Regions from separate parts of the Mus musculus genome. Here regions 2, 3, 4 and 5 are each linked to region 1. The links are chromatin contacts, called in public Hi-C, capture Hi-C and promoter capture Hi-C maps. All regions are on one chromosome and are shown on one strand. Each heading gives the region's core, a stretch centred on a gene start, on an enhancer-like site or on the middle of the called end of the contact. The rest is flanking DNA. Distances are from core to core; before and after follow the strand shown.

Evidence for each region. Promoter capture Hi-C pulls out the DNA fragments that hold promoters and counts their contacts. Hi-C and Micro-C count contacts between places; a contact is called where the count stands out from the background. Capture Hi-C pulls out chosen DNA fragments and counts their contacts.
Region 2: a Hi-C map of nephron progenitors shows a contact between it and region 1, with 12 times the contacts expected there. The contact joins the promoter of Zfp354c here to the promoter of Col23a1 in region 1. A contact is called at or near these places in 1 of 39 promoter capture datasets (stem cell-derived epiblast-like cells) and 1 of 484 Hi-C or Micro-C datasets (nephron progenitors).
Region 3: a contact with region 1 is called in a promoter capture Hi-C map of cranial neural crest. The contact joins the promoter of Zfp454 here to the promoter of Col23a1 in region 1. A contact is called at or near these places in 2 of 39 promoter capture datasets (cranial neural crest and embryonic stem cells) and 1 of 115 datasets of contacts at active chromatin or transcription factors (embryonic stem cells).
Region 4: a capture Hi-C map of embryonic stem cells shows a contact between it and region 1, with 2.8 times the contacts expected there. The contact joins the promoter of Zfp2 here to the promoter of Col23a1 in region 1. A contact is called at or near these places in 1 of 39 promoter capture datasets (cranial neural crest), 1 of 484 Hi-C or Micro-C datasets (embryonic stem cells), 7 of 115 datasets of contacts at active chromatin or transcription factors (embryonic stem cells and stem cell-derived neural progenitor cells) and 4 of 9 other capture datasets (adipose tissue, embryonic stem cells, liver and 1 more).
Region 5: a contact with region 1 is called in a Hi-C map of bone marrow-derived macrophages, with 25 read pairs. The contact joins the enhancer-like site here to the promoter of Col23a1 in region 1. A contact is called at or near these places in 5 of 39 promoter capture datasets (cranial neural crest, embryonic stem cells, frontonasal cranial neural crest and 2 more), 9 of 484 Hi-C or Micro-C datasets (LSK cells, the N1E-115 cell line, bone marrow-derived macrophages and 6 more), 16 of 115 datasets of contacts at active chromatin or transcription factors (craniofacial prominence, effector CD8 T cells, embryonic basal ganglia and 10 more) and 2 of 9 other capture datasets (adipose tissue and macrophages).

Annotation. Positions count from the first base shown.
Region 1 is chr11:51,288,440-51,291,248 of GRCm38.p6, forward strand. It overlaps Col23a1 (collagen, type XXIII, alpha 1), which reads left to right and starts at 1,481. Exons shown (of 29, transcript NM_153393.2): 1 at 1,481-1,948. The coding sequence starts at 1,688.
Region 2 is chr11:50,826,279-50,829,087 of GRCm38.p6, forward strand. Zfp354c (zinc finger protein 354C) reads right to left here and starts at 1,453. Exons shown (of 5, transcript NM_013922.4): 1 at 1,301-1,453; 2 at 148-232. The coding sequence starts at 180. It also overlaps a transcript of Zfp879 not described here.
Region 3 is chr11:50,886,027-50,888,835 of GRCm38.p6, forward strand. It overlaps Zfp454 (zinc finger protein 454), which reads right to left and starts at 1,475. Exons shown (of 6, transcript NM_172794.3): 1 at 1,340-1,475; 2 at 343-472. The coding sequence starts at 375.
Region 4 is chr11:50,914,698-50,917,506 of GRCm38.p6, forward strand. Zfp2 (zinc finger protein 2) reads right to left here and starts at 1,479. Exons shown (of 6, transcript NM_001044698.2): 1 at 1,412-1,479.
Region 5 is chr11:51,563,793-51,566,601 of GRCm38.p6, forward strand. Col23a1 (collagen, type XXIII, alpha 1) reads left to right here. Exons shown (of 29, transcript NM_153393.2): 14 at 949-1,011; 15 at 1,385-1,429. Among named protein-coding and RNA genes, the nearest start is that of Phykpl, 20 kb to the right of the region's middle. Within about 2 kb of position 1,454, at least 53 of the 459 cell types and tissues checked have an H3K27ac peak or open chromatin away from gene starts, as enhancers often do. A contact at or near this core is called in bone marrow-derived macrophages, where this site is marked.

The DNA.
Region 1 (2,809 bases), core at 231-2,730:
AGAACGAGGCCACCTCAGATTGGGCAGTCTGGGACAGGCTCTGGAAACCTTGACTTCAGGATTAGGCGCTTGCTCTTCACAGTCTGGGAGGAAGGCTAATCCACATAGGTATCTGACAAGAATAAAGACCCAGGGAGCAATCGCCCTGTTCAATACACAGACGCTTCTAGAATGAAACAGTACCCATTAACACTAACACTGGTAGGTAATGGGTAGTGAGAATGGGTGCTAACTTGTAATACGGTGTTGGCGTCTTTTCAGAGACTTCAGTAGACTGTCAGGTTTGCTTGGCAAGAGGTTTTCAGAATATTTGTTGGGCACAGGCACAGTTTTCACACAGGGCCAAGACTTTATAACCACTACCAGAAACTCCACTTTACCTGAGGCCACAGCCTCCAACCCCAGGAAGTTTTAGTTCAGAGGGTCTTGCCAGCTGGGTGATTTCCCTTTTAATTAGGGGAGTAGGAGTGTTGCTGGGTCTCAACAGGCTTTAAGAATACAGAATGGATAATGCAGCCACAGAAATTAAGAAGACAGCCACAGGAGAGTCAGAAGGGAAGGTGGAAAATTATCTAAAACCCACTCCATCACGTGTGCCCCTTACCAGGCTCCAAACTCAGGACTGACTCTTCTCGAAAGGGTGTCCCAGGAGTTAATGTGACAGTTACTTGAGACCAGTTTTGAGGTATAAATATGCCTTGTGGGGGCCCTGGCAGCTAAAACCTGGATTCCAACTTCAGCCTCTCTGGCCATCCCTGTAAGTGGATGGCTTTCTCTTTGGGCCCGATTGGTGTCCTAATGTAACTGTGGTTAAGACAAGTCAGTATGATGCATTCCAGATTTGGGTTTGGGCTAAGTCTGTCCCTGCAGAATTCAAGGTATACCAAGTTTTAGACACTTTTCCCATTTGTTTTTTGTCTGCTTCCTGAACTAACTGCTCCCTCTGGTTCAGGAAAGAAGTATGAGCTTTTTTGTCTAGTGTCCATGCCTGAGTTGCTATGGTGAACATTGACTATAAGAGGTGCCTAGTTTGCCTCCTTCCTTGTCTCTTATTCTCCTTATTTCTCTCTTTCCTTCCACATTCCTCTCACTAGTTTTCCTCTTTCCTTCCTTTGTTTCTCTTTCTCTTTGATTCTCGGTTACCAAGTCTTCCTGCGCACACCCGCAGGGGTCGCTTTTGGCCACCAAGCGGCGCTCAGCTACCGTCTAGAAAGAACCTCTAACTTTCCCACAGAGTTCCAAGTTTTGCTTTGCAAGTGTCAGAAAGGTCAATCTACAAGCTTGGGGAACACTCCCAAGGCTCGAACAGTGAGTGCCTCAACCTCAGGCGGCCTGCGACAGAGCCGAGCCCGGCCGCATAGGGTGCCTCGGGTGGCACCGGCGGGGTACAGAGGCTCGCGCTCCGGGACCCGCTAGGCGAGGGCCCGGACTGCGAGGAGCTGATGAGCGCCAGGCCCCCACCACCACCCCCGCCCTCCCCGTCCGGCCGCTCCTCCCCTGGGTGGGTCCCCGCGCCTTTTCTGGCGGGGTCTATTTGCATAGAAGGAACTGCCCGCAGTGGCCGCTGAGTCTGAGCGGGCGGCTAGGGGGGCGTGCGCGATCCGCGGCCACCCGGACGCGGAGCCCCGCAGCCGCCGACCTGGAGCCGCCCCGGGCCGCAGCGCCGACGCAGAGCCGGCGGGTCGCCATGGGCGCGGGCGAGCGCGCGGCGGGCGGAGGAGGCGCGCAGGACCCCGGAGCGGGCTGCGGGTCGCGGGCGCTGAGCGCGCTGTGCCTGCTGCTGTCGGTGGGCTCTGCGGCCGCCTGTCTCCTGTTGGGAGCCCAGGCGGCCGCCCTGCATGGCCGAGTGGCGGCGCTGGAGCAGGAGCGCGAGCTGTTGCGGCATGCGGGGCCGTCCGGAGCCCTGGCCGCCTGGGCCGAAACGCACCTGGAGCGCCTGTTACGGGAGGTGAGGGCGCGCGATCGCCGGCCGGGGGATGTCCCGCTTCACGAGGGGGTGTAGGGCTGCGGGGGCGGCGTTGATCGTCACCTTCAGGAGCAGGACTCACCTAGTGGATTGCACTGGGGTCGCTGGTGGGGAAGGGTCCTGCTGTCCAGCTTCTGTGCCGGGACTTGCTTCTGCAGGAAAAACAACTTAAAGGGCTGTTTAGGTAACACTAAGGGGCTATGGTAAAGAAAGACCTTGGGGTAACAACAGTCCTGAGTGCGGAGTCTCTACTGAAGTGTGTGCTCAGACCCACAGCCTCTGCCTGCTCTCCAGCGCTGGAGATACTAATGAGGCTCTTGCGTTCCCACGGCTAGTCTGCCTGAAACAGTCCGGACCACCTCAAGGCTCAGGCCAGCCCTTCCTCTGTGTCCGGGAAGGTTAGGTTGGGAGCGGCTCTGGCCTAGATGTGCTGTGTTCCTTAGCTGGCCCACTAAAACTGTGCATCGAAGACTAGGACACAGCTGAGCTAGCTGCCTCTGTGCGCGTTTGGCTGGGTGGTGATCTCTACAGGCCACCCCCAAAGCGTCTTAGGTTTGTTTTCCGAGGGTTAAGACTCCTGTTTTGAGCCTGCCCTGGTGGCATCTGTAATTCCAGAATTTAGGAGGCTGAATTGTGTGAATCTCTCTACAAGTTGGGGGCTGGCTTAAACTATATAGTTGAGATGCAGGTCCAGCCTGGGCTTCAGAACGAAAATAAATAAATAAATAAATAAATAAATAAATAAATAAATAAATGCCAACCATTGGGCATATTGATGAGCGCCTTTAATCCCAGCACTTTGGAGGCAGAGGCATGAGGATCTCTGAGTTTGAGGTCATCCTG
Region 2 (2,809 bases), core at 203-2,702, 460 kb before region 1:
TTTCTTTGCAGGTCAGCTTCAAACTGGAGTTTGCATACCCCTGTTAAATGCTAATTTTGCAAGGGAAAAAATTGGCAGGGGCAGAAAATGGAAACACATCCACATCTGAGTCAGAAAGCAATTTATGCAAAGACAAGCTTCACTTACTGTGCCTCGGGCAGCCAGCAAATCCACAGCCATTTCCCTTCTTAGTTTTTCTGCCAAAGGAGAGCCGAGTGCTGACCAAATATGCCTGGGAAGAAAAAAAAAAAAAAGGTGTAGTAAGGAATTCTGGTACAAAGGGAAGGCTTGGAGCCAGGAGGGTAAAGCCACCCACAAAGGGGTCTGGAGAAGTGGCTGTGTGATTAAAAGCACTTCCCTTGTTCGCAAAGAAGTTTGATTATCAGCACCCACATTGGGCTATCCACAGCTACTTGTAACTACAGGGGATCCAACATCCTCTCTGGCTTCCTTAGGTACTGTGTGCTCATGGGCACAGACACACAAACAGACACAAACATACACACATGAAAATAAATTAAGTTTTAAAACCCACCCATAATGGTACCAAATGACAGGAACACTGACAAAGCCAACCTGCCAAAACTACATCCCTTCTGTATATTAATCACTCTTCTTCTTTCTTACACTGATCCCTCCACACCCACCTACAGACCCTTTAGCACCTTGTACAAGATTCGTGGCAATGTCAAAAGGTTGGGCAGGACTGATTTAAAGTACAAAGGATAATGTGTCCAAGCTCTCTGCAAATGCTGTGTCTGTCTACCGCAAGAACTTAAGTGTTGGCTGTTTGGGAATTCCTGGAACCAGTCCTCTGTGCAGCAGAGGTGGGGCTGTGCTGTCGACGTGGCTGAGGTGGACAGCCAGGAGGTTCACAGCCTGCCCAAAGTGACAAGACAGCAAGCATCACAAATGGGAAGGAAATTCTGCTTTCAGTCTAAGGCTCCGATCAAGACTCAGAGAACTCTCGGGCCACAATGTGCCTTGGTTTCTTCTTCTGCACCATAGGCACAATGAAGGGCCAAGGGGCCTGTAACTTGCTATTAGATGCGCTAATTCATTAAGTTAGATTAGACTGCTAGGTATCGGCTGTTGATTTTATGATCTGCATAGCTAAGATGCTACAGAAGATGCACAGGCCTCTGGATCCGCAGTTTGGTCCCAGCCACGCTTCGTGGAGGGCCAAACCCGCAGAAAGATCCCCGAGCCTGAGGCCGCAGAGCAGTCGCCAGGCCGCGCCGGGCTCGCCGGGAAGCCCACCGCCCGCTACGCCCCGGTCGCCCCTCTTCACCCCACTCACGGACGCCGGCGCTCGCTCCCACCACTCTCAGCACGAGCAGTCTCGAGGATGTCGGCCCCAGACGCTCTCTCCTAGCACAGTCAGGATCACCTCCACCAGGAGCCCCCCAAAACGCCGCGAGCAGCCCCGCCACCGGGAGAAGCCCCAGAGAACTACTACTCCCGGCATGCCTGAGGTCTTTTCTGACTACACCTCCCAGAAGGCACCGGGGCCAGGCGCGTTCTGAAAGCTGAGTCGGGTCGTGTTGCACTGCAAATCCAGCAAGCCTGTCCCTGCTCTCTCAGTCAGTCCCTCAGACTTGTTTGCTAGGAGGGTGAAGTGATGTGACAGGACAAAAGTGGAATTTAGGGTTTAGGAGCGAGGTACCCATAGGTACCAGGCCAGCCTGACTGACTACATGTGGACAGCCAGGACTACATAGCGAGACTAAAACCAAAAAAAGTAAAACAAAACAAAACTCTAGGAGAACCCTAGCCCACATCACTAATCATTGTAGTTTATTTTTTTTACATTTTTTATTAGGTATTTAGCTCATTTACATTTCCAATGCTATACCAAAAGTCCCCCATACCCACCCACCCCCACTCCCCTACCCACCCACTCCCCCTTTTTGGCCCTGGCGTTCCCCCGTACTGGGGCATATAAAGTTTGCGTGTCCAATGGGCCTCTCTTTCCAGTGATGGCCAACTAGGCCATCTTTTGATACATATGCAGCTAGAGTCAAGAGCTCCGGGGTACTGGTTAGTTCATAATGTTGTTCCACATATAGGGTTGCAGATCCCTTTAGCTCCTTGGGTACTTTCTCTAGCTCCTCCATTGGGAGCCCTGTGATCCATCCATTATCTGACTGTGAGCATCCACTTCTGTGTTTGCTAGGCCCCGGCATAGTCTCACAAGAGACAGCTACATCTGGGTCCTTTCGATAAAATCTTGCTAGTATATGCAATGGTGTCAGCGTTTGGATGCTGATTATGGGGTGGATCCCTGGATATGGCAGTCTCTACATGGTCCATCCTTTCATCTCAGCTCCAAACTTTGTCTTTGTAACTCCTTCCATGGGTGTTTTGTTCCCAATTCTAAGGGGGGGCATAGTGTCCACGCCCCAACTGGTAAGAAGGACACATGCTCCACTATGTTCATAGCAGCCTTATTTATAATAGCCAGAAGCTGGAAAGAACCCAGATGCCCCTCAACAGAGGAATGGATACAGAAAATGTGGTACATCTACACAATGGAGTACTACTCAGCTATTAAAAAGAATGAATTTATGAAATTCCTAGCCAAATGGATGGACCTGGAGGGCATCATCCTGAGTGAGGTAACACATTCATAAAGGAACTCACACAATATGTACTCACTGATAAGTGGATATTAGCCCCAAACCTAGGATACCCAAGATATAAGATACAATTTGCTAAACACATTGTAGTTTATTTTTACTGTATACAATACACAGAAAACAATGTGACATGGGCCTTGATGTGCATCCCAGGATGGCTTCAGAAAGCA
Region 3 (2,809 bases), core at 225-2,724, 400 kb before region 1:
TAACTACGTGGCGTCTAGGACACCCCATGTTCACGGGAAACAGTTCAAATTTCTTCTTTAGATCCTATGTCAGTTCCTGCCTTTACCATTTTGGACCACCATCTTACTGGCTAACAGAAGTAGAAAGGTTTTCATTTTATACTAACCTAGAATCCTGCCCAGATGTGCCACTTTCATGCCTTACAGAAAGCTCTAAAGCTCACTAGGAGGAGATGTGTGGTGGGAGGGAGCAGCTGGGGTCTTTGGGGGTGGCTGGAAAGGAAGCTTCTGGTTAGAGCAATGAATGAAGTCAAGGACACAACTGGGGATACAGGGGGACAACACTGGACAGTGATGACTCACCTGGACCAGGGCCGGGAGCTGGCTGACAGCCATTCCTTTTCTCTGGTGAGCTGAGGAGCATTGAGTAGGAAGGAGGCAGGGGAGGAGCTTTACAATTGCTGGGGTTCTCTGGCTAGAAGCATCTGCACTCCTGTAATGAGAGGGCCGGGTCAAAGGTCACAGGGATGCGCCTCACCATTCACATCCTGGCTCACTTTGTTCTTTTGCTCCCAGTGCATACTCCCTCTGAAGGTAGCTGTCCTCACCCAATCTGTAAAGTGACTTCTCCCCATGCCAGCTCTCCTTCGCATCTTTCCTTTAGTCAGATCCTGCATGCCTTCCCGTTTGTGTGGCTTTGGCTTTCCCCTGCAGAAAGCTTGCCCGGCCCAGTCCTCAAACTCTACCCATTCTCTGTCCCTTCCCCTGCAGCTATGCTTTGGCGTCTTAAGACAGCCTTTCCTCCTGGGACAGCTCTATCCCAACTAGAGGGAAGGAGGAGGCAAAGAGGTGACTTTTTCCTGAAAGGGAAGGGGAGTTAAACCGGCCAGATCTCTCTCTCTCTCTCTCTCTCTCTCTCTCTCTCTCTCTCTCTCTCTCTCTCTGTGTGTGTGTGTGTGGGGGGGGGGCTGTTTCGTGTTTCGGATGGGACAGTGTAGGGAGCGGGTTTCCGGGAGAAGAAATCATTCACATAAGTCACCCTCCACAGTTTCGTCAAGTGCAGGGGCTGCAGTGAAGGTGTCCCTTTCTCAAGTTCCTCAGAGAGAACTTGGAGCCACGCCGGGAATATAACCAGCAGCTGTATGCAACTGTATTTGTGAGTTTGCAGCAAGATGAGCTAGAGGTCCTGACCAACCCTTCTCAACGTGCAATCAGGTTCGGATCCCTTAGCTCGACTACAAAACAGTTCTGCTGGTCCCTTCCATGTGTGGAATCAAATCTCAGTACATGCGCTTCAAAGTTAAGGACGTGGGATCCACGCCTTTCAAAACGGACCACAACCCACCCTTAGTCTACGTACCCTCTGTTCTCAACTCCCAGACCTGACCTTCAGTCTCTGGACACTGCAGATCACCGTGGGGCTTCCCTTAGAAGCTTGTCCACTGCAGAGCATAGCCTCGACAGAGTAGTCAGGACACAATGAGCTGGAGCCTGCTGCTTGACGCGGAGCCGCGCCTGCGCGTTTGTCCAGGAGCCGGGAAGCCTAATTCCCACAAATCTCTCTGCTGCAGCGCTTAGATTTTTGGACTCCTTTTCTCAGAGGGAGACCAGGAGCAAAAAGCGATAAAGCGCGCCTGCGCCTAGTCACTTTGTGGCCGAAACTACAATTCCCAGAAGGCTCTGCGGTGCACTAGCCTATCGCTGGGCAGACAAGTGGTCTAGTCTTGTGGAGACCAGCAGTGAAAAAAGGTCCAGGATGCTGTTATCAAGGTTACTAGACTCTAGGATCTGCAAGCAAAGCCAGAGAACATCCAGGAACGTCGTAATAGCGCCTAACGACAGAGAAAGGTCTTGAAAGACAGTCAGTACCAAGCTCTCAAAAATGCTACAGCCTCTGTTGGAGCTGGACTGGAGAGGCATGATAGACCTTGAGTGCAGTGAGGGTTTGGGTAGCAGGATTACCGGAGGGGGGTGCGGGGGGGGGGAAGGACGATGGCCCTGGAAGTCTCTGCAGAGTAAACAAGTGTCTCTGGGAGCACGGGATAGTATATAGAGAAGCTTGGATTTACTTCTGGTGACTGTATTTTGCTGGGGCCTGTGAGTATCGAGTAATGTACCAGAATCTTTCCCTGAAGATGTCTAGTTGCCTTTGGATATGTAGTAAGTATTCATGGAGGAACTTTCTTATTGGGAGAAAAGTGAAACAAATTCAATTAAAAAAATATGATTTGAGATTGACACTTCTGGGATTGCTGGCCACCCTTTAGGATACAATGTCAGTGGCTCTGTCCTGGGCTTTAAAGATGTCATTCTCTCACTTAGGGCACACACATATAGGTTAAGGCATAGAGCAGAGAGTGTTGAAACAGAGTGACTCCTGCACTGCAGTTTTTGTGTGACTAGGGAAGGTGGTCCATCAAACAGAAAATATTCATTAGGAGTGAATGAAAGGACAGGAATGCTGAGTTAGGGGTTTCAGAGTGAGAAGGGGCAGGGTGTTTGGGAGATTTTACTGTCCCAGGAAGAGCTCCCCACAAAGAATTTGGCTTAGGATATTTGATGCTTAGCAAGACCAGCATGTTCACCAGGAACAAGGAAAGAAAAAAGGGCTCAAGATGACATTGTGTGTGACTCTGAGGTTCTGACCCCATGGTAAAAATGTGGATTTATTTTGTGTGTGAAAGGAAAGCAATGGAAGTTCCAAGTGGACAGATGAACTTATCTGTGCAGACTATGGTCAGTTCTGGGCAGGACAGATTCAGGGTGAAAACTAGGGATGGTCGTAGGACAGTGACTTAGCATTTGTTGGCTTGCTTCCTAACAATCAAAA
Region 4 (2,809 bases), core at 229-2,728, 370 kb before region 1:
AGCACTGGGCAAGCATGAGGACCAGAAAGCAAGCAGGAGGATGAAATGCCCGAGGGCTTGGAGGAAGATGGAGGATGCTTCTCGGCCCTGACCTCAGGTCTTCACCTGAATGTGGCTATATGTGCACCTGTACCCATGCATACATGCAGCCATAGATACATACAAGTGAAATGTAGGTTTATATGACTATAGCAATATGCAACTTTTCTGTAGATTCATCTGTTTGTACAACAGATGCAAAAGTTAGGAATAAAATGGGCTGGAGTTTAGCATAAGGATATTATTTGAAGGAGGGTCTTCTCACTAAGTAGCCTTGGCTGGCCCAGACTCTGTGGAGCAGGTGGCCTCAAACTCATCCCCCTGCCTCTGTGGGATTCAAGGCACACACTACCACACCTAGCTTGCACCTCTCCAAAGCTTAAGAGGCTACTAGCAGCACTTCCAGTTGATGTGGGGCGTCAGTCACTCTTAACACCGCAACCATCTTTAGAAACTGCTACTTTTCTGGAAAGAATAAGACAGGAGATGCCCAAAGGTCTAATTATAACGTTGACCTAGAAATTTCACTACAAGGTTTTGTGGAAAGAGGCAATACAAAGAATGACATAACTGTACCATGTCCAATATTAAAATAAAAACAAAACACAACAAAAACAAAAAAGCCCAAAAGTCCAAAGGGAACCATTCGTGAAAATGACAGCTTTAACTGCTCTTAAAAATTAGTGTCTTAAGGCTATTCTCATCTCCATTGGGTGGTGGTTTAGATGCACTTCAAGCATCTTACAAAATGCCTTTTGTAACTCCATTTTTAAAGGTGAATGGAGGAAAGGCACTAACATCTTTTTTTTTTTTTTTGGAAGCAAAAGGTTTCTATTTATACATATAACACAATACATGGACTTTAGGACAAATTTCGAATGATTTCGCTCGTACATTTTTCTAGTTGACCAATAATGAACTTAAAGAAAGGGTGGGCACGTTCTTGCTTATTCAGGACTCATTTTACAAGCTCCTCCTTCGCAGGCAGAGGGCGGGTCCCCAGCAGCGGTGCACACAATGGCCAGAGCCCCGGACTGTGGTCCCGTGCCCTGCCAAGCTTCAGAGAGCGGGTCTACCACGCATTCATAGTGCATACCGAACCAGAGCTGCTCGGCCAGGTAGAGCTGGAGAGCAGTCGGGCGCGAATGACCCCGGGGTACGGGGGGATACCGAGCTGGGGGGTCTCGGTTAGGGTGTCCTGCGGCCTGGCGCGCGCGTGAGCTGCGCACCTGCGACTTCGTGCTCCTTGCGGACGAAGGATCACCTTTCTGTCTGGCCGGCTCTGCTCTTTTGGCACCAGAGCCCCGGGCTCCCAGTGGGAACGCCTCCGCCTCCCCGCCCGTGGACCACCCGCCCGAGGAAGCGCACTCACCACAGTCACTGAAGAAGCCAGAGGCTGGCGGCACAGGCAGCCGCACTGGGCGCGCGGGACTACATTTCCCACAAGACCATGAGCCCTCGACAGGGCTTCCAGTTGCGCAGGCGCAACCGCAGGGCTGCGGGCCAGCGATTGCTCCCCTAGTGCTCAGGCAAGGTTTGCCACCTTAAGCTTATTTTCTTAAAGAAACTGGTTCTAGAACCTTTTCCTTTCCTAAATTAAGAGAACCTTGGACACCCCCTTGCATGAGGTTAGGATGAGAGGTAAGCTACTAATGTAATGTAGATACTTCACGGCGCTCTGTGACCAGGTAGTAAATGATGCACTGGCTGGGTGAATTGTTACTGTGGAAAACCAGCCACCTCTGTGAGTGAAACTCGTGGGTGCTAAGGTAGTTTCGGCTGCATCCACGGCTTTGGAACTTGGAGAATATCTTAGGATAATTTCCATCCTATCTTAGGATAGAAAGATAGGTTACAAACTGTAATATTGGGTTCTTGTCTGGCCGCTTGTTTTTTAACGTTTTTTCTTTAAAATCTGACATCATGATACTTGAATACAGTGCACTGTGATCACATTCACCCCCAGCGACCCTCATTCATGTGCCCTTCTTTCACTGACCTCCATCCTTCCCAACTAGTCCTTCTTCTATACTTTTGGTCCTTTCCCCCTCGCTTCAGCCTGTAAAACTTCTATTCCATGCAACAAAGACTATGTTCCGAACCAAATGTCGGACGGGCATCTGGAGGCCACTTTTTGACGAGGCTCAAAAATCCTATTAGCCAAACGTGCGTGCCCAAATTCCTTTTATCCCACACCTTCCGCTTTTATCCCACACCTTCCGTCTTAGGTCTTTGACATTGTGTTTCTGCTCTGATGGGAGGATCTCCTGGGACTCGGAAGCTCAGGAACCACACAGCTCTGAGGTGGGACAATGTCCCAAAAGAAGGGCACCCTGAGACATGGGAGCTGAGGAACTAGATAGCTCTAAGAGGAAGCCTCCTCAGCAGAGGCGATGCAGCTACCAGGGCATGGCGTCCTCAGCGGAGCTCAGGAGCCTCAGTCCCTCTCCTTCTCATCGTTTCTTCTCTTCATTGCTTCTTTTCTTCTTCACTTCTGACCAGGCATAAGAATCTCATGAAAGAGATTTATTGGATGGACCAGGGTGTGAAGGGATGAATCCAGGGATGGCTGCTCTCTATCCTAGGGAACAGACAACAGGGAATTAGACAAAGTGGCAGTGCTTATATAGGATCTCTTAGGGGGCGGGGCTTTCCAGGGCAGAGATTTCCAGAGTGATGATTGGTGGGATTTCAAGTCCTGAATTTGGGGAGCTCAGGGATTAGTGGATTTTCTGCTCAAGGATTGATGTTTTGTCTGTGTGTCTGTGTG
Region 5 (2,809 bases), core at 204-2,703, 280 kb after region 1:
CAGCTTCATTTCCCAGCAACCACATGGCAGCTCACCACTGTCACTCCAAGATCTGACACCCTCACACAGACAAACATGCAGGCAAAACACCAGCAAACATAAAATAAAAATAAATACATTTTTAAAAAATTATTTAAGGGTGGTTGTGGCACATGCCTTTAATCCCAATACTCAGGAGGTAGAAGCAGACAGATCTCTGTGAGTTCAAGGCTAGCCTGGTCTACCGAGTGAGTTTGAGGAAGGCAAAGGCTACACAGAAAAGCCCTATCTCAAAAGAACAATAGAGGCTGGGTGTGGTGGCACACACCTTTAATCCCAGCACTTGGGAGGCAGACACAGGCAGATTTCTGAGTTTGAGTCCAGCCTGGTCTACAGAGTGAGTTCCAGGACAGCCAGGGCTACACAGAGAAACCCTGTCTCGAAAAAACAAAAAAAACAAAAAAAACAAAAAAAAAACAAAAAAAAAAGACGATAAATAGATAGATAGACTGATTGATTTTGAAAAGCTAAGCACCGTGGCTCCTCAGCACTGTGACCGTGGCCCGGCAGCTCCCTGGGCTTGCTGGCTGCCAAGTTTACCAGGGTACCAAGTTCCAATCCCTGCCTCAAAAGCAAAAGCAAAGACACTATAGATGATGCCTAAGGAGTAGCCCTCAGTTTCCCCGACTTCCACACATACATGTGCACTGACACGCATGTGCCCCTGCACACACATACATGTGCACTCACACACGTACACACACAAGGTCTCTTCAGCTACCCCAGATCTATGCCAAGACCCAGACCAGAAGAGGATGGTCGTGGTGTCAAATCCCCCTGGGGCTGAAGAGATCCTTGTGTCCATCCCCTTGCCCAGAAGGGCCAGGGTCACTAGGGTCTCGAGCATAAGACCCCGCGGCCCCGGGCTAGCACCTCTGCTTCCTTTCACTGGTATTTCCCCCATTTCAGGGTGAGCCAGGGGATGTGGGGCCCCGAGGAGAGAATGGAGTGGACGGCATTCCTGGACTAAAGGTGACATCACTAAGCTCCACCTAGTACCTGAAAGACCCCATTGACGCTGTCTCTGGGGGAGGGGGTTTACCTCTTAATTTGCACTTTTACAGAGAGAGTCCCAGGAGGGCCTGTCCCAGGGGTCCCCTTTGAATCACAAGCAGGGTGGTCTGAGGGTGAGTAGCCATGGATCAATTAGCCAGGCTCTGGGCTCTGGGCTAAGGCTTCATGTCCTTTTTGGAGCTCCTGGACCTCAAAATCCCCACTGTTGCAGTGTGTGGAAGGCTGTTCTTATGCATAGACCATGAGGCCCCAGCACACAGGCCCTGGACTCTGGGGAAGAGAGGACTAGGGGTGAGACAGGGTCTAAGCAAATTTCCATGTGTTTCCACAGGGGGAGCCCGGTCACCCAGGCGTGGATGGAGCCACAGGGCCCCGGGTAAGCAACACCCCTTCTGGTCACATGGGTGGTTTCAGAAGCCCTTTGTACCCAGCAGGAGTGCCAGAGGGCTGGTGAGACCACAAGCCCTAGGCATCTAGTTCCTTTTTTTTTTTTTTTTTTTTTTTGGTGATTTAATTTTTTTTCATGGGCCTGGAGCAATTCCCAGCAACCACATAGTGGCTCACAACCACCTGCAATGGGATCTGATGTCTTTTTCTGGTGTGTCTGAAGACAGCTACAGTGTACTCATATACATAAAATAAGTGAATACTTCTTTTTAAAAAATTCATAACACGGGGCTGGTGAGATGGCTCAGTGGGTAAGAGCACCCGACTGCTCTTCCGAAGGTCCAGAGTTCAAATCCCAGCAACCACATGGTGGCTCACAACCATCTGTAATGAGATCTGATGCCCTTTTCTGGTGTGTCTGAAGACAGCAACAGTATACTTACATATAACAATAAATAAATATTTAAAAAAAAAATTCATAACACATGCCTAGAATAAAACTTAAAAATATGGATGTATAAGGGAAGATTCCCAGCTTGTTGTTAAGGAAGAGCGCTCTCCCTTCACAGGTGACTGTGTACTCTTCTAGAATCTTCCTTGCATATTCAAACATTGGTCTTTGGTTTATCATTAGGCATGACTTTGCCTGCTTTTCGGTGACCTTGCTTTTTCTAGCCCTCTGCAAGAAAAGCAAGTGCTTTTAACTGCTGAACCATCTCGCCAGCGCCTAGCCCCAGATCTTTTGTAACCAACTCTTATGTGTCACCAGCACCTAGAAATGTAATTCAATACTTCCAACAGTCTGGCCTGAGGAGAGTCCCTCAGGCTCTGCAGTACATACATACTGGTCCTTGCCGTCCTCTGCAGATGTTATTCTTTAATTATGTGTGTGGGTGCAGGGCCTGCAGCGGCCAGCAGAGGGCATCAGATTCCCCTGGAGCTGGAGTTACAGGTGGTTGTGAGCTGCCTTGTTTGGGTGCTGGGAACGGAACTCGGGTCTTCTGCAAAAGCTGTGTGCACTCTTAACCACTGAGCCATCTCTCCAGCCCCAAGAGCCAAGCAAAGTTAGTGAGTTCATTTGTGAAGCAGGAAGATGTATACTTGGAGAGAGTCAAGTGGAGGCAGTAAGAGAAAGAGGCACCAGAGTGGTCCAGCTATATATGTGATCTGAGGTTTTAAAGCTACCTAAACCTCAGACATTAGGGAAATCATGTGCCGGAATACTGTGTTTCCTTACCCACAAAAGTCTGTCTGTGAAGAGACTTTTTTTCTTTCTTTCTTTCTTTTTTTTTTTTTTTTTTTTTTTTTGGTACACTAAAGCCGTGCAGCTGGAAAAGGGAGTCAGGAGAGATAAAACATTGATCCAAGA